Regions from separate parts of the Mus musculus genome. Here regions 2 and 3 are each linked to region 1. A link is a contact called in public HiChIP or PLAC-seq data. All regions are on one chromosome and are shown on one strand. The core of a region is the stretch at or near the end of the contact, and the rest is flanking DNA. Distances in the headings are between cores, read along the strand shown.

What was found. HiChIP or PLAC-seq counts read pairs in DNA pulled down with a chosen protein or histone mark.
Region 2: a contact with region 1 is called in an H3K27ac HiChIP or PLAC-seq map of embryonic stem cells, with 8 read pairs. The contact joins the promoter of Usp48 here to the promoter of Alpl in region 1. A contact is called at or near these places in 2 of 39 promoter capture datasets (liver and pre-B cells), 3 of 484 Hi-C or Micro-C datasets (all in embryonic stem cells), 3 of 115 datasets of contacts at active chromatin or transcription factors (all in embryonic stem cells) and 2 of 9 other capture datasets (adipose tissue and pancreatic islet).
Region 3: an H3K27ac HiChIP or PLAC-seq map of embryonic stem cells shows a contact between it and region 1, with 5 read pairs. The contact joins the enhancer-like site here to the promoter of Alpl in region 1. A contact is called at or near these places in 18 of 39 promoter capture datasets (the 3T3-L1 cell line, cranial neural crest, embryonic stem cells and 10 more), 39 of 484 Hi-C or Micro-C datasets (the AML12 cell line, the C2C12 cell line, CD4 T cells and 26 more), 8 of 115 datasets of contacts at active chromatin or transcription factors (bone marrow-derived macrophages, differentiating embryonic stem cells, embryonic stem cells and 1 more) and 3 of 9 other capture datasets (adipose tissue, embryonic stem cells and pancreatic islet).

Annotation. Positions count from the first base shown.
Region 1 is chr4:137,794,396-137,799,038 of GRCm38.p6, forward strand. Alpl (alkaline phosphatase, liver/bone/kidney) reads right to left here and starts at 1,989. Exons shown (of 12, transcript NM_007431.3): 1 at 1,847-1,989.
Region 2 is chr4:137,591,529-137,596,171 of GRCm38.p6, forward strand. It overlaps Usp48 (ubiquitin specific peptidase 48), which reads left to right and starts at 2,644. Exons shown (of 27, transcript NM_001355588.1): 1 at 2,644-2,988. The coding sequence starts at 2,855.
Region 3 is chr4:137,657,877-137,662,519 of GRCm38.p6, forward strand. Usp48 (ubiquitin specific peptidase 48) reads left to right here. Exons shown (of 27, transcript NM_001355588.1): 27 at 1-661. Among named protein-coding and RNA genes, the nearest start is that of Rap1gapos, 46 kb to the right of the region's middle. Within about 2 kb of position 1,910, at least 24 of the 459 cell types and tissues checked have an H3K27ac peak or open chromatin away from gene starts, as enhancers often do. A contact at or near this core is called in astrocytes, cerebellum, embryonic stem cells and 4 more, where this site is marked.

The sequences.
Region 1 (4,643 bases), core at 739-3,238:
GATCGCAGGGTTCAGAGGCAGTGACATAACCCTGTACACACTGATGCAATCTCTGCTGAGACTGGAGCTAGGGACAGCCACTGCTTTCTAAAGTATGTGAACCCGCTAAACATGTTGCAGGCTGTACAGCATGCTCCCCACCAATAGGGTCTACAGACCAAAGACTTCCAGCTCCTGTACGCCCTCAAGGAGAATCCCGAGCCACCGTGAGAGCAGAGCTGTGGCCAGATCACACAGTTTCACCCCATCTTGTTAGTACTATGTACTGGCTGCTCACTGTGACAACAGTGTGACATCTTGATCCCTTTTTTGGGGGAACTACGTCATCTTCATTCTACCATGTGACACTCAAATTTTCAAAGCCTGAAAAGAATTTATTATGCCAATGTTCGCCTCAATGAGTTGGGTGGGGGGAAGGGGTCGTTATTTACTGTTCCCTTCTCAGCACCTCGATCAGAGTTTAGCGCACAACTGATGCCTGGTAAGTATGTGTGGATCGAAGACACTCACTGTCTGGCCTATCGGGTCTTTTGATTCACTGTAGTCTTAACATATAGATGGGACCATCACTGACATGGCTGCGAACCAGCCCAGACCTGTCTCACTCCACCAGTAGGCTTCTGAGAAGCTGTGTTCTCCCCTAAGGGAACCAGAGACGGTTCAGGAATTGGAAAAGGAGGCAGAGACAGGAGACGGCCAGGGAGTGGGAGAGGAAAGAGCTGACTGGGGAGACCAGAGAGGCTTGGAGGGTGAAGGGCATACTGGGGGGGGGCTCTCCTTAATCTCCTGGGCTGTGGAGAATGGGCAACAGGGTTCAATGCCTAATGTCATTGCCTACATTGTCTAAAACTCTCTGTCCCTATTTGTAGTCTGTCAGGTGTCAGAGCAGTCCTTATCCAGCATTTAATAAACAGTTGCCCTAATTCTCAACCAGACTGAGAATCTGAGGCTGCCTGAGGGGGGGTCTTTGAATTCTTCTTGGAGCCAAACGTTCTTTCAGGCCTGAGAATAATCCCTCTGTTATATGTATGTGTGTGTGTGTGTGTGTGTGTGTGTGTGTGTGTGTGTGTGTGTGTGTGTGTGTGTATGATTTTGAGACCTAATCTTCCTAGAGTGTTAGAGTGGCCTCGAACTCACAGAGATCCTCAGCCTCCAGACTGCCAGCATCTCTCCAGAGTTGCCGCGCCAGCTTTCCTTTTTAATCAGGATTCACAGGCATACCCCAGAGTCCTTTGCAAGTCTTCCTTCCTCAGGCCCATTACGCGTTGAAAAGGATTACCATGGACAATGTGGGAGTAAGAATGAGGTTTTTTTCCTCCGTCTTGGGTCCTGCCGCTGTGACTGTGCCTTTAACCCTTTCTTACCCGCGCTGGGCAAGGCAGCAGCCCCACTCTCACCTGCACACAGCCTGGAACCGTTCACAGGCTCCTTCCGTTTCCTGGGCTCCCCCACTCTCAGACAGACACTAGCACGCGGTCTCCGATCTCTCCCGCCAAAGATCGCAGCACGTGCCTTCTTCCTGCTGCTCCCCAACTACTTTAGACACCAACGGGACAGAGTGCCAAGGGACCACGAAGGGCGCAGCTGTGGACTACGGAGGCGCGTGGGCACCGGGAGCAGGTGCTTAGCACGAGGGTGAGGTCCTGGGTAGCGGCTCAGCGGGCGCCACGTCCATCATCCTGCCAGGCCACAAGAGATGCGCGCGGAGTCCGGAGCGGGAGGTCGTGGGTCCCCAGGGAGCCTGACCTTCCACGTGTCCCCACCGTGGCTGGGACAGTCACTGCGGGACCGGCGGAGCGCGCGCGTGGGAGTCGCGCAAGCCACGGGCGCAGCATGCTTTCCTTACCTGCAGGCACTCGTGGGGAGGGTCTGTTCCGGCTCGCGAGCGGCAGCCCTAAGGAGCGCAGTGGCGGGAGCGTACTCTGGCGGCCACCTCCCCCGCCTGCTTATGAAGGCGGCCTGGCCGAGCACCCGCCGGCCTCCCCGCCCCCGGCCGCCCCGCCCCCGGCCCGCACCCCGAGCCCCAGGCGGGTGCCTCTGCGTTGCCAGGGCGCCCCCTGCCGGGAGCGCGGCGCTCGACCCGGCCCGTAGGGCTGCAACAGGCAGGGTAACCCGCCTTGCCTCTCTCTTTCCCTGCGGCTCATCCTGGCTTCAGGGTGCAGCTGGCTTGTCTTTAGGTTTGATTTCTCTGTAGGAGACTTTGTCCCTCGATGGTTGTCTTCCTGTGCCTGACCCTGCGCGTCTGTGAACCCACCTGGCTCCTTTTTTCTGTGCGTCTTTCTGCCTACACATCCTTGTCCGTCACCATGTGCACCTCTGAGCCTCACACCCTTACCCCTTTCCTATCCACTTTCTCTTTTGCCCTTAACTAAGTCAGTAGGAAGCAGAAGGAGACCCCTTGGACAGGGCCCTCCCTCCCTAATATCTGAAGAAACAGGGACTCAGGACATTCTGTCTGTCCCAGCCAGAAGCCCCAGGACCTGCCCGGGGCAGACCACTTCCCAGGCAGTGGAGCCAGACTGTCTAGGCCCACAGGCCTGCTCTGGTGACTTCGGGGGACTGGCCAAGGCTCTATAACCCGCAGACACTATCCCCTGGTTTTTCTTCCTTCACGTTATTGGGAGAGTTATAAGAGACCGAGTTTGGAACATGCACAGGAAACAAGGAAAGGCAACCGCTGGGTGCCAGTGGGCCTTATCCAGTTCCCCAAGGGCCACCACCTCCCTTCCCCTGAAAGCCAGTCTGGTTTTGAAGTCTCTGATTCGTTTCCTACTGTGAACTCCTGGAGGTAGGTTTGAATGCCACCACCATTTGAATACTTCCTCATTTCCTCCTAAGAGGAGGGTCTTATCATCGCTACTGAAGCTGACAAAACCCATCTGTACCTCTAATCCCCAACAGCCAGAGATTTGAAAGCAAAGATCAGGTTTCCCTGAACTCCATCTTCCTGGGCACCTAGGATTGATCACTTCTACCCTGAAGTTCCGTCTTAGGTCCAGGCATCTTCTATATGAGCTCTACTATTGAGCCCATTTTACAGGAGGAAAAGCAAGGCCCAGAGACAACATGTGACCTCATCGGTAAGTTCAGGGCCGGAACTGGAGCCTGATGCCAAAACCCAGGAATGCCTGGGTTTGTTTTCATTTGTTCTTGTATTTTAATAATTAATGCTGTTTATTTACAGCGGTGCTAGGAAATTTCCCTTGAGAAATAAGTTTATGTTTTTACAAAGTGAGACCAAGTATTGGGTAAATTACTCCTTATTTATGTATTTCATAGCAAGGTCATAATGGCAAAAGCCATTGGGGCGGTGAATAAATGAAACTTTGGTCATTTCCCGGCAGTCCTCGTCTGTAAGGAGCTGAGAGTTAAGACAGCAGTGAGCTCAGAACACAGCACTTGGCAATTACTTGCTAGCTAGCGCCAAAGGGCTCAAGATGACAAAAGGCTGGAGATTGTATCTGTGTGCCGAGGGACATCCGCATCATAAATGATCCCCCTTCCCAACATTGGCAGAGCTGAGAAGCTGAAGCAGCAGGCGCTGAAGGCTGAAGGGTCCTGTCTCTTACCACGGAGCCCCTCTCCTCTGCCCCCAACACCACACATGGAGAATGAGCAATTCTGGCTTGACTTATGGCTAGCCTGAGTCCATTGTGTCTTCATGGAGAATCGAAAGCACTCTCCAAGGGATCGGAGTGGCTGCTGATCTCCTTCTGCCACCTTCTTCGCTACACTTTCCCTGTTGTTGGTCTCTGACCCTCTAGAATTCAGTTGAAGAATTCAGCTCAGTGGTACAGCATTTGCCTATGTGCAGGAGACCCTGGGTCCCAGATTCAGCACAGAAGGAAGCAATCACCTGAGATGGTGTCTCCCAGCATCCCTTGCTTCCCTGATCTCTGGGTACCACTTTTGATGCAAGGAGGGGGGTCAGGCCTTCACATCAGGAGCCCAAACCCGCCCCCACCCCACCCCACCCCCTGCCCTAGCTCTGTCCTGGCTGGTTGGTAGGCTGACAAGGTACCTCTGGTTAAGCTGTTTGGTCCAGAACATTTGTAAATGGAGCCCAGATTCTGCAGGGCCAGGCCTGCTCAGCCGGTGGAAGCAGCCCCTTACATAGAACTCTCGCCGTCTTTTCTCCAGGGTACGATTCCGAGAAATAGGAAATGGCACCACCTGACCTCCAAGCTCCCGTGCCTGAGAGCTGTTCGTTCTTTCTCTTTGTCCATATTGACTTCATGCCATGAGCTCCCTGCTTGAAGTAAGGCCCAAGTTTCATAGTCACAGCTGGGTTGACTCACACACCTGTAATCCTAATATTCAGAGGGTTGAGGCAGGAGGATCACAAATCCAAGACCAAACAACTGCAGAGAGAGACCATATCTAAAAAAAAGGGGTCAGGGATACCAAGTAAGAGCCAGGGGTCCAGAAGCTTAGAGTAGGGACCTCAGTGGACAAGGACAAAGGAGAGGAGACAGCTGGGCCCCTGGGGGTAGGAAAGACATCTGAACTCTGGTAGGTGTTTAAAGGTGTGATTGTTATGTTTCAAGCAAAGCTCCGGTTTTGTGACTCCCGGGGCTCCCTCTGGCCCCACCTTCAACTCAGTATAAAAATGAACTTGGAGATTTGGATGGAGGGGCCTGCTG
Region 2 (4,643 bases), core at 1,394-3,893, 200 kb before region 1:
CTTTTTTTTGTTTTTGTTTTTTTGTTTGTTTGTTTGTTTTTGTTTTTTCGAGACAGGGTTTCTCTGTATAGCCCTGGCTGTCCTGGAACTCACCTGGAACTCACAAGACCAGGCTGGCCTTGAACTCAGAAATCTGCCTGCCTCTGCTTCCCTACTGCTGGGATTAAAGGCATGCTCCACCATGCCCGGCTGTAATCAGTGTTCTTAACCGCCCCTCATTCCCTCCTTGAGAATCTCCCTTCTTGCTTCAGTAAATCTTGACTGCAGTTCCAGGTTACTTGGGGTCTGGTGGGGTGGGTTGAGGAGTAGATAAGGGAGGAATTAATCCTTGAATTCCCACAGGGCTTTTACATATTTAAATTTCTAATTACCCAAGGATGATAGCCTTGAACTCCTAATCCTCTTGCCTCTGACTCCTGGAATGTGCTGGAATGGCAGGATTGTAACCAGTTGGCTTTGCAGCAAGTCTCATGAGATTTCTGTGTTTAATGTTACCTTTGGCCCAGACTGAAGAGGATTCAAATCTCTCTCACCACTAGCCTTTGCCTTCCCCGTCCCTCACTCACAGCTAAACCACTGCTCTCAGCTGTCCCTGAGGATTTTCTTTCCTCTGTGATATTAGTCTGGAACGGTGCCTTTTTCTAACTTAAGAAAGTAGTTTGGGGGGCTGGTGAGATGGCTCAGCGGTTAAGAGCACCGACTGCTCTTCCACAGGTCCTGAGTTCAAATCCCAGCAACCACAAGGTGGCTCACAACCATCTGTAACAAGATCTGACACCTCTTCTGGTGTGTCTGAAGTCAGCTACAAAGTACTTATGTATAATAATAAATAAATGTTTGGGCAGGAGTGACCAGGGACTGAGCGAGTGGAGTTGACTGGAACAAGAAGAGGTCCTAAAAATTCAATTCCCAACAACCACATTAAGGCTCACAACCATCTATACAACTACAAGTATACTTGCATACATAAAAAAATGAATAAATAAATCTTAAAAACAAAAAGAAAGTAGTTCAACTTATTATGTGTGTTTTTGCAACAGGGTCTCACCATGTATGTAGCTCTGGCTGTCATGAAACTCACTAAACTCGCTGGGCGTGGTGGCGCACGCCTTTAATCCCATCACTGGGGAGGCAGAGGCAGGTGGATTTCTGAGATCAAGGCCGGCCTGGTCAACAAAGTGAGTTCCAGGACAGCTAGGGCTATACAGAGAAACCCTGTCTCCAAAAAACAAACAAACAAACAAACAAACAAACAACAAAAAAAGAAACTCACTAAATTAGCAAGGCTCTACCCTTCACCACCAGAGTACTGGGATTAAAGGTGGGCCCCACAAAACAAACAAACAACAAAAAAAGAAACTCACTAAATTTGCAAGGCTCTACCCTTCACCACCAGAGTACTGGGATTAAAGGTGGGCCCCACAACAGTGTTCAACTGTTAACCAGTGGTATAGGAATTCAGTGTTTATTTGTTTGACTTTTTTTTTTTTTCCTTCCAGGAGACGAGGTTTCTCTGTGTGGCCCTGGCTGTCCTGGAACTCACTCTGTAGACAAGGTTGGCCCACTAACTCAGAGATCTACCTGTCTCTGCCTCCTGAGATTAAAAGTGTGTGCCACCACCAACCAACTGGTGTAGGAATTCTTTAAGAAAGGAGGTGTATGTGTGTGTGTCCTGACTTAGAAGATTTTTGTGTTTTTTATTTTCAGCCTAAATTCAACCAAAGGACCAAATCTTGCTTCAGTAAATCTTGACTTCAGTTCAAGGTTACTTGGGGGCTGGTGGGGTGGGTTGAGGAGTAGATAAGGGAGGAATTAGTCCTTGAATTCCCACAGGGCTTTTACATATTTAAAGTCCTGGAATTTTCTCTCTTTAGCTGTAATAGCTCTTTTCTGTTACAAAACGCTGTGATTCAGTTTAGCCTTTTTTAGGTCTAAGGGGAAGTAGTTGCAAAAAGGAAATAATATCACAGCAGGGAGCTAGGGTGTACACTCCATAACGAATTAAGACGTCAAAGTGTTGACCCTCTGGTCAACAGCCTACAGCAAAGAACACGTCCCAGACCTGTGTATGCTTCTAAACAACCTGCAACTCAAAGACTGAGCCTATCACTTCGAAGACTACAAACCCCAGGATGCCTCGCGCTCCGCGAGTGGCAGAGCGCATTGCACGCTGGGATATGTAGTCCCGTTGTAGCATCCGCAAACCACATAACGCCTCGTGACGTCAGAAAGCACGGGCAAGGAGCCGGAACTCGCCCAGGCTCAAGTGAAATCCTCGATCCGACTGTGGCGTTCCGGCTGCCTCGGTTTCTGCTATTATCAGGTCCCACTCACAGTCCCGGTGGCCCTATGGTGTGCGTTGAGTACTCTATGGTGTAACTTTGTCACAGTAACAGGGGAAGTGTGGAAAGCAAGGGCAAGCTCTCGCTCGTCGGAGTAGACGACGGAGGCTGAAGCGTAGCTAGCTGCCTTCACCATGGCGGAAAAAAGACGTGGCGAGTCGCCTTTGGGCAGACGCTTGGCTTTCTTCCGCCAGTCGGATTACATGGGCTTTCGGCGCAGGGACTCCTGGGAGCACGCATGCGCAGACTGCGGCAGGGCGTACGCCTCCAACGTCCGCAGGCGCGGGGTCTGTCGGGTATCGGCGGCGGCGGCGGCGCTTTGCGGCTGGTCGTGCGAGCTGGGCGCGGGCGGGCGGGCGCGGCGGCCGTGGCGCGCGCAGGTGATTGACTGCTCTCCTGTCTGAGGGCAGCGCTGGGTTCTTTCGGCTGGCAGGGGCCCGTGCCCATTCGGGCGGAGACGGAGGCGGCGCCGGAGGCCACCGGGCTCGGCGAGTGCTACCTCGGTCAAGGCTATGGCTCCGCGGCTGCAGCTGGAGAAGGCGGCCTGGCGCTGGGCGGAGACGGTGCGGCCCGAGGAGGTGTCGCAGGAGCACATCGAGACCGCCTACCGCATCTGGCTGGAGCCTTGTATCCGAGGCGTGTGCAGGTGAGGTCCTCGCGTGGCCGAGGCGGGATCGGGGGACGGGGGACCGGGAACCAGGGCGATGCACGGTGTTACTGCATCTCCTTTCAGTTTGCACGACCCGGGAGCTACGCAGCCCCCGAAGTGATGCGGCTGCTGGGCTCGCATCCTGAAGATGGCGGTGGAGATAGTTGGAGATAGGGCTTAGTAAGTAACGCTGGAGTGTTGTTTGATCTTGGGCATAGCTGTGCGCTTTTCGCTTGTAAAAGGGGAACTTGCCGACAGCGAACTTCGTCGACATTGTATCTCCTGTCATTGCACGCTGAGAAGGCCTGATCACCTAAGTATCACTTGCAGAGAGCAGGTTTAGAAAACCCTTTGGTTAACCTACGTCATCGGTCCCCCGCTCTCATTGGCTGGCTCTCTTTGACCTATAGGTGTTTTCTTTTGGTCACCCTAACTCCACACCACTTTGCAGAGTAAAGTGTTTTTAGCTGTTTAAATTCTGCTCCCCCTTCGTGGCCCTTGGTTCTGATCTTTTTTTGCGTAGAGTGGTTTTCTTATCCCCACCTCGTAGCCTGCACCGGCCTGTGTTCAATCGAATTGATAAACCGAGGCATGCTCCATAGCTCCGTGTCATCGGGCGTGTAGGGAAAAGTGGAAGACGTGGAAGCCTTGGTTCCTGGCTTCAGAGCTGTGCCTCATTTGAGATATAATGTAAGTTAGGAAGTTTTCAAAAGTAAAGCGGGTGCATCTTTCTAAACTCTAGGTGTCTGCTCACAAGGACATTAAGACTCCTCGAAGTTCTGGAACGGCATCAATTTGTATAGTGTGGAATTGAAACAGCTTTACCGAGGCACTCATTTGAAGTGTATAGTTACAGTGCTGGTGGTTTAGCTTGAGAGTAGAGTGGTGGTTTTATGCTTGAGTCCCTTGGTTCAATTACCCGCACAGGGGATATAAAAGACAGAGTTAAGTCTGGGGCTGGAAAGATGGCTAATTAGTAAAGAGGGCTCAGGCTTCTCTTCAAAGGATCACAGTACCATTTGTTCTGAGAACCCACACCAGGTGCTTGATAACCACCTGTAACTCCAGCTCCAGAGCATGTGCAAAGCCTTCTTCCAGACACAGTGGGCACCTGAGCATTAGTGCACACACACACACACACACACACACACACACACACAAATGATCTGTTTTGATACTGTACAATTGCCAATATCCTTTTTTCTTTCTTTCTTTTTCAATTTTTTTCAATTTGTTTTTGTAGAGCTGGGGACTCTGGTGTTTTGTATGTTTGAGGATTTAGCCCGTGTTTACCTGGGACTTACAGTCCTTCGAGCTAGTAGGTGCTCAAACATGAGAGTCATGGGACCATAGACATGTGCCATTCATTGTTCTGTTGGTGCTGCAGCTCTAACCCAGAGCCCTGTGCAAACCCTACGGGTGTTGTATGAGCTACACTCCCAGCCTGTTCTAGTGGGTATGAAGTAGTATTTGGCGTCTGTGTGTTTATTGCCTCCTACTCTGAATAGATCCAGAATCCTGTAGATGATAGAGGCCAGTATTCTAGTACACAGATACCCTCTCAGTCCCCTTTTCTTGTTGGTTTGCATTTATCTAGTAACTGAGTTGAGAATCTTTTCGGGTTCACATTAGCCATTGTTTTTTCTTTTCTC
Region 3 (4,643 bases), core at 660-3,159, 140 kb before region 1:
GCGGCTTCCTCACAGCTTGAAGCAGACATATTTCAAAGAGTCTGCATTTGGACTTACCAGCTGCCATGTTCCTGCTCACTAATCCATGCTGTTTGGTTGTCCTCTGAGCTGGGGTGGCTGTATACAGCACAGGCTAGCTATTCTGCTGGGTTCTAAAGCTACATTCAGGAACCACATTAAACCAGATTATGAATCTCCAGGCTTCTTTATGTTTCCTTTTTCTTTCCCAGGCAGGGTTTCCTGTAACCCAGGCTGGCCTTGGACTCACTATGTAACCAGGATAACCTTAACTTCTGATCTTCCTACTTCCTCCTCCCAGGTGCTGGGATTGCAGGCATGTGGCCACTGTGACAGGTTTCCTGTGCTGTGCCGAGGCCCGGGCCCAGCGCCTCGTGCACACTAGAGAAAATTCTGCATACTGACCCACATCCCCAGCTCTACCCGTGTATATTTCTAGTCATTCTTTAAACCCAAGCAAATGTGTAGAGTCTCCTATGCTGAGATGTTTTTTGCCACTACCAGACATGTAGGCTATCATTTGACGTCTTTATTCCCTGAGAGAAAACTTCTTTTCTGTATTTATGAACTTTATTATTGAGAATCACTGTTAACCTTTCTGCCAAATTAAAGACACTTGTGTCTCTGTTTCCACGGACCTTTATCCGGAGTGAGTTCTTTGTCCTTTCACCTATTAGTTGTTGGTCTTTGGTCCCAGGCCGGACCAGATCCTGGTCACCATCACTCACTGATGCTTGGCCTCAGGAACCAGAGCAGAGAATCCTGTCTTTCCTGTTCCAGACTGGCCAGGCAGAGCACCAAGTGTGCAGGTGCAGACAGGGAGGGTACAGGGCAGTGGGCCCGAGTGCCACTGTGTGAAGGGTGTTGACCTTAAGTCCAGACCCCTAAATGAACAGGTATTTCTCTGGGGGCAGTTCTTCCTGGAGGTAATGCCTAGCCCCGACATGGCTGTGGCTGGTGCGTAGGAAGGGTCCCTGTGGGTTTCCTGGTAATCCTTGCCTTTGCTAGCATGGAAAGTTGCAGTTTATAGCCTGGCTTTCCTCGCCGCTGTATACCTGCTGCGATATTCACCCCAGCATCCAGAGGTTTGGGTGTCCATACGTACTGGTGGGAAAATTCTTATAAAGTCCAGAGACATCGAGAAACCACCCCACCAAGCTTCCTGCTTAGCCTTCACCGAGAACTTAAATACACCTTTTGCTAGGAGCCCTGCAGGCTGCAGCGATGGCTGGACAGATGTTCAGTTAGCCTTTTTCATAGATCTTCCCCTTTAGCCCACAAGTATCGCCAGAGCCAGTGGCTAGGCAGCACACGATTCATCTCCAGGATCTTGCTGAAAGGTTTTCAGAACACGGTTTGACTTTGATTTCCTTCTTTCTGATGGTTGGTTCCTGCCCCAGAAGTGTAGCTTCAATTGTTTCGATGGGGGTTGCCAAGAGCATCCAGAGTACATGCTTGCAACAGCAGGGGCGAGGGTGTACAGGCTCCTGGCTGCCTGTAGATTCCTCCTAGGTACTTCCTGGCCTGAAGAGGTTTTCTTTGTGGAGTATTGAAGCAAGCAGTAATTCAAGAATTGGAGGCAGGGGACGGGTTTTCCGGTGTGTTCTTTGACACACTTCAGATCCAGTTGTGGTAAGCCAGTTATGTCTTGAGACTCACCAGGTTGTAGGAAGGAGAGGGGTGGGAGCTCGAAGTCCTTTTCAGGATGGTGATGGCCTGCCATCTGAACTGAGGCCTGCCAAGCTTGTCACTGGCTGGGCCTTGGCTGTGTCTTGTTCAAGAGAGGCAGGGTCAAGGTCAATCAATCCTCCAGTAGGTACCTCTGCAGGAGGGCTGATTGAGCGGAACTGTTGCTTTTGTTTTGTTTTGAGACTGGTTCTATGTGGCCCTGCCTGTTCTGGAACTGTCTCTGCGGGGCTAAGCTATCCTCCAACTCAGAGATCCTCTGTCTCTGCCTCCTGAGTAATGGGATTAAAGTCCTGAGGCGCCACTCCCTGCCTTTGTTTCTATTTTGTTTTTTAATACAGCATCATTAGGTAGCAAAGCCTAGCCTTGAACCTGTAACCAAATTCCCAGCCTACCTACCATTTCCTGCCTATACTGTTTGGGTGTTTTGTTTTGTTTTTTTGAGACAGGGTTTCTCTGTGTAGCCCTGGCTGTCCTGGAACTCACTTTGTAGACCAGGCTGGCCTCGAACTCAGAAATCCGCCTGCCTCTGCTTTCCAAGTGCTGGTATTAAAGGCGAGCGCCACCACCGCCCAGCTCAGTTGTTTGGGTTTTTTTGTTTTGTTTTGTTTTATTTTTTTGTTTTTTCCCTTTTGGGGATTGGTTTTAATGTAACCCAGGCTGACCTAAAACTGTCTTTGTAGCCAGTAATAATCCTGAACTTCTGATCTTCCTGCCTGTAGGAGACCAGGTATGCACCAGGCCAGCACTCAGAACAAATGAGCTGCCTCTATTAGAGCACCTCATCTGCTTCCCTCCCTTCCAACATACACAATGAAAGACACTTCCTGTCCTGGCTTGGCCAGCCCCTCGGGCAGCCAGCGCCTGTCATTGAGAAACCAGCTCTGCCTGTAGCAGCAACTATTGTGGCCGCTGGGTTCCAGATCTAGGCTAGTGCTGCCAGGCCAGCCAGGCCCTGGGCCACAGGAAGTGGGCACATACTCCAGGGAAGCCACTGCCTGTGCTGGACCATGGCCGGCTGGCACACTGGCCTCTGCACACTTACATCTGGGTGTTCCTGCCATTGCCATTCCTGCTTTGTAACCAAGGGCAACCAGCTCCTCTTATGGTCAAGTGTGTTCCTGGTTGAATACTCAGAAGTTTGTTGTGTAGACATTGTCAAACATGCTCTCTCCGCTGAGTGGCAGGAGGAAGTGGGGCCTTCTCGCAACTCCAGCACTGTTCCCACACTCACAGGCTCCCTGGAGGATGCTCCAGGTGTGTGTCTGGAAAGTTGCCGTATGGCTGCTCCCGAGGGCTTGTCATGCAACCCTCATTGCTTCTGGGTGGTTTGTGTCTGAAGGTTTGGCAGCAGCATTTCATCCCTCCAGACCCTGTCGCTGGTCCTCCAGATAAAAGGGGTGCCGAGTTGTGCAGGTTTGTGTGATTCTGGAACTAGAGTAAGCCAGAGGTCAGGGCTGGAATGGCTACCCCTAATACTATCTCAGGGAAAGCACCTTGGTTCATTCTGGGCCGGCTTAGGCCCCTGCCACCAGTGTCTGGTCACCTTACTTGCCAGCCCTGGCCATGACATTCCCTCAGGGTCCACCAGAGGTTCTCCAGTGAGGACATCTGAGAAGAGAGAGCTCTTGGGGTTGGGCCAACATCTCTCCTTCCTGAAGACTTGCTATCTACCCCTAGCCCAGCATGCTTGTTTCCTAGATGCAGGCCCTCTGCAGAGCCCCTGCCTAGCTAGCTTTTCTTCCCTTTGTCAGAGCTGGTGGGAAGGACGTGTCTTTCCCAAGGGCCATTTCTGTTTTAGGATACACAGCCACAAGAGCCACTCAGAGGCTATACTTATATATGTTTCTGTTCTCCAGCCTTAGATGGTAAAATGTTTGAGGCCAGCTCTGTGGTGTGTGTGTGTGTGTGTGTGTGTGTGTGTGTGTGTGTGTGTGTGTGTGTGTGTGTGTGTGTCTGAGAGAGAGAGAGAGAGAGAGAGAGAGAGAGAGAGAGAGAGAGAGAGAGAGAGAGAGAGAATAAGGTGGTGGCTTGGTTGGCGCATATTAAGGAAAAGAAAGGCTGTGCCTAGAGGCAGCCATGCATGAGTGGTCAGTGCTGAGTGGTTTGGACTGAAATAGGCCAGAGAAAGCAAAGCTCTAGGGCCTTTGTCCAACCTTCTCTTCCATCCATGCCAGGCTGTGCACCCAGCCCCCCTCATAGGCACGCGTTGCCGCCTCCCCGGGGGCCCTTGCTGGCTCAGAATGGCGCCCTCCAGGACCCACAAGAGATTATAAACCTCTCATTGAAGAGGCTTTCTATAAAGAGGAAAAGGCTGTAATTGAAAGTCTCCTTGGTTCTAAAGAAGCAGACCTGGAACAGAAAAGCCTTCATTCTTTACCAGTGTCAGGCATGTTCAGTTCCCCCGTGCACATAAGCGCCATGGCCCCTGAGCTTAAAACCTATGGGTCCAGATCACAGAAGGACAAAGACCCACGGCAGTGCAGCCGAGCTTTTAGTTTGGGGTGGGTTTTTTGTTTTGTTTTTGTCTTTTGAAACGGTCTCAATCTATGCATGAAGGATGGCTTTGAGATCTCCTTCCTCTACCTCCTAGGTGCTGAGATCTGATCACAGGCCATGCCTGGTTTGTGTGGTGATGGGGAGTGACCCTAAGGTCTCCCAACTAGCTCTGTCCTCACCTCAGTACTGAACACCAAACCCCAGACCTTGCACGTGCCAGCCAAGTGCTCTCCCACTGACTACATTTTAGGACCTGGTTGTTTGTTTTGTTTTTTAAGCTGGACATGGCCGGGCAGTGGTGGCGCACGCCTTTAATCCCAGCACCCGGGAGGCAGAGGCAGGCAGATTTCTGAGTTTGAGGCCAGCCTGGTCTACAGAGTGAGTTCCAGGACAGCCAGGGCTACACAGAGATACCCTGTCTCGGAAAACCAAAATAAATA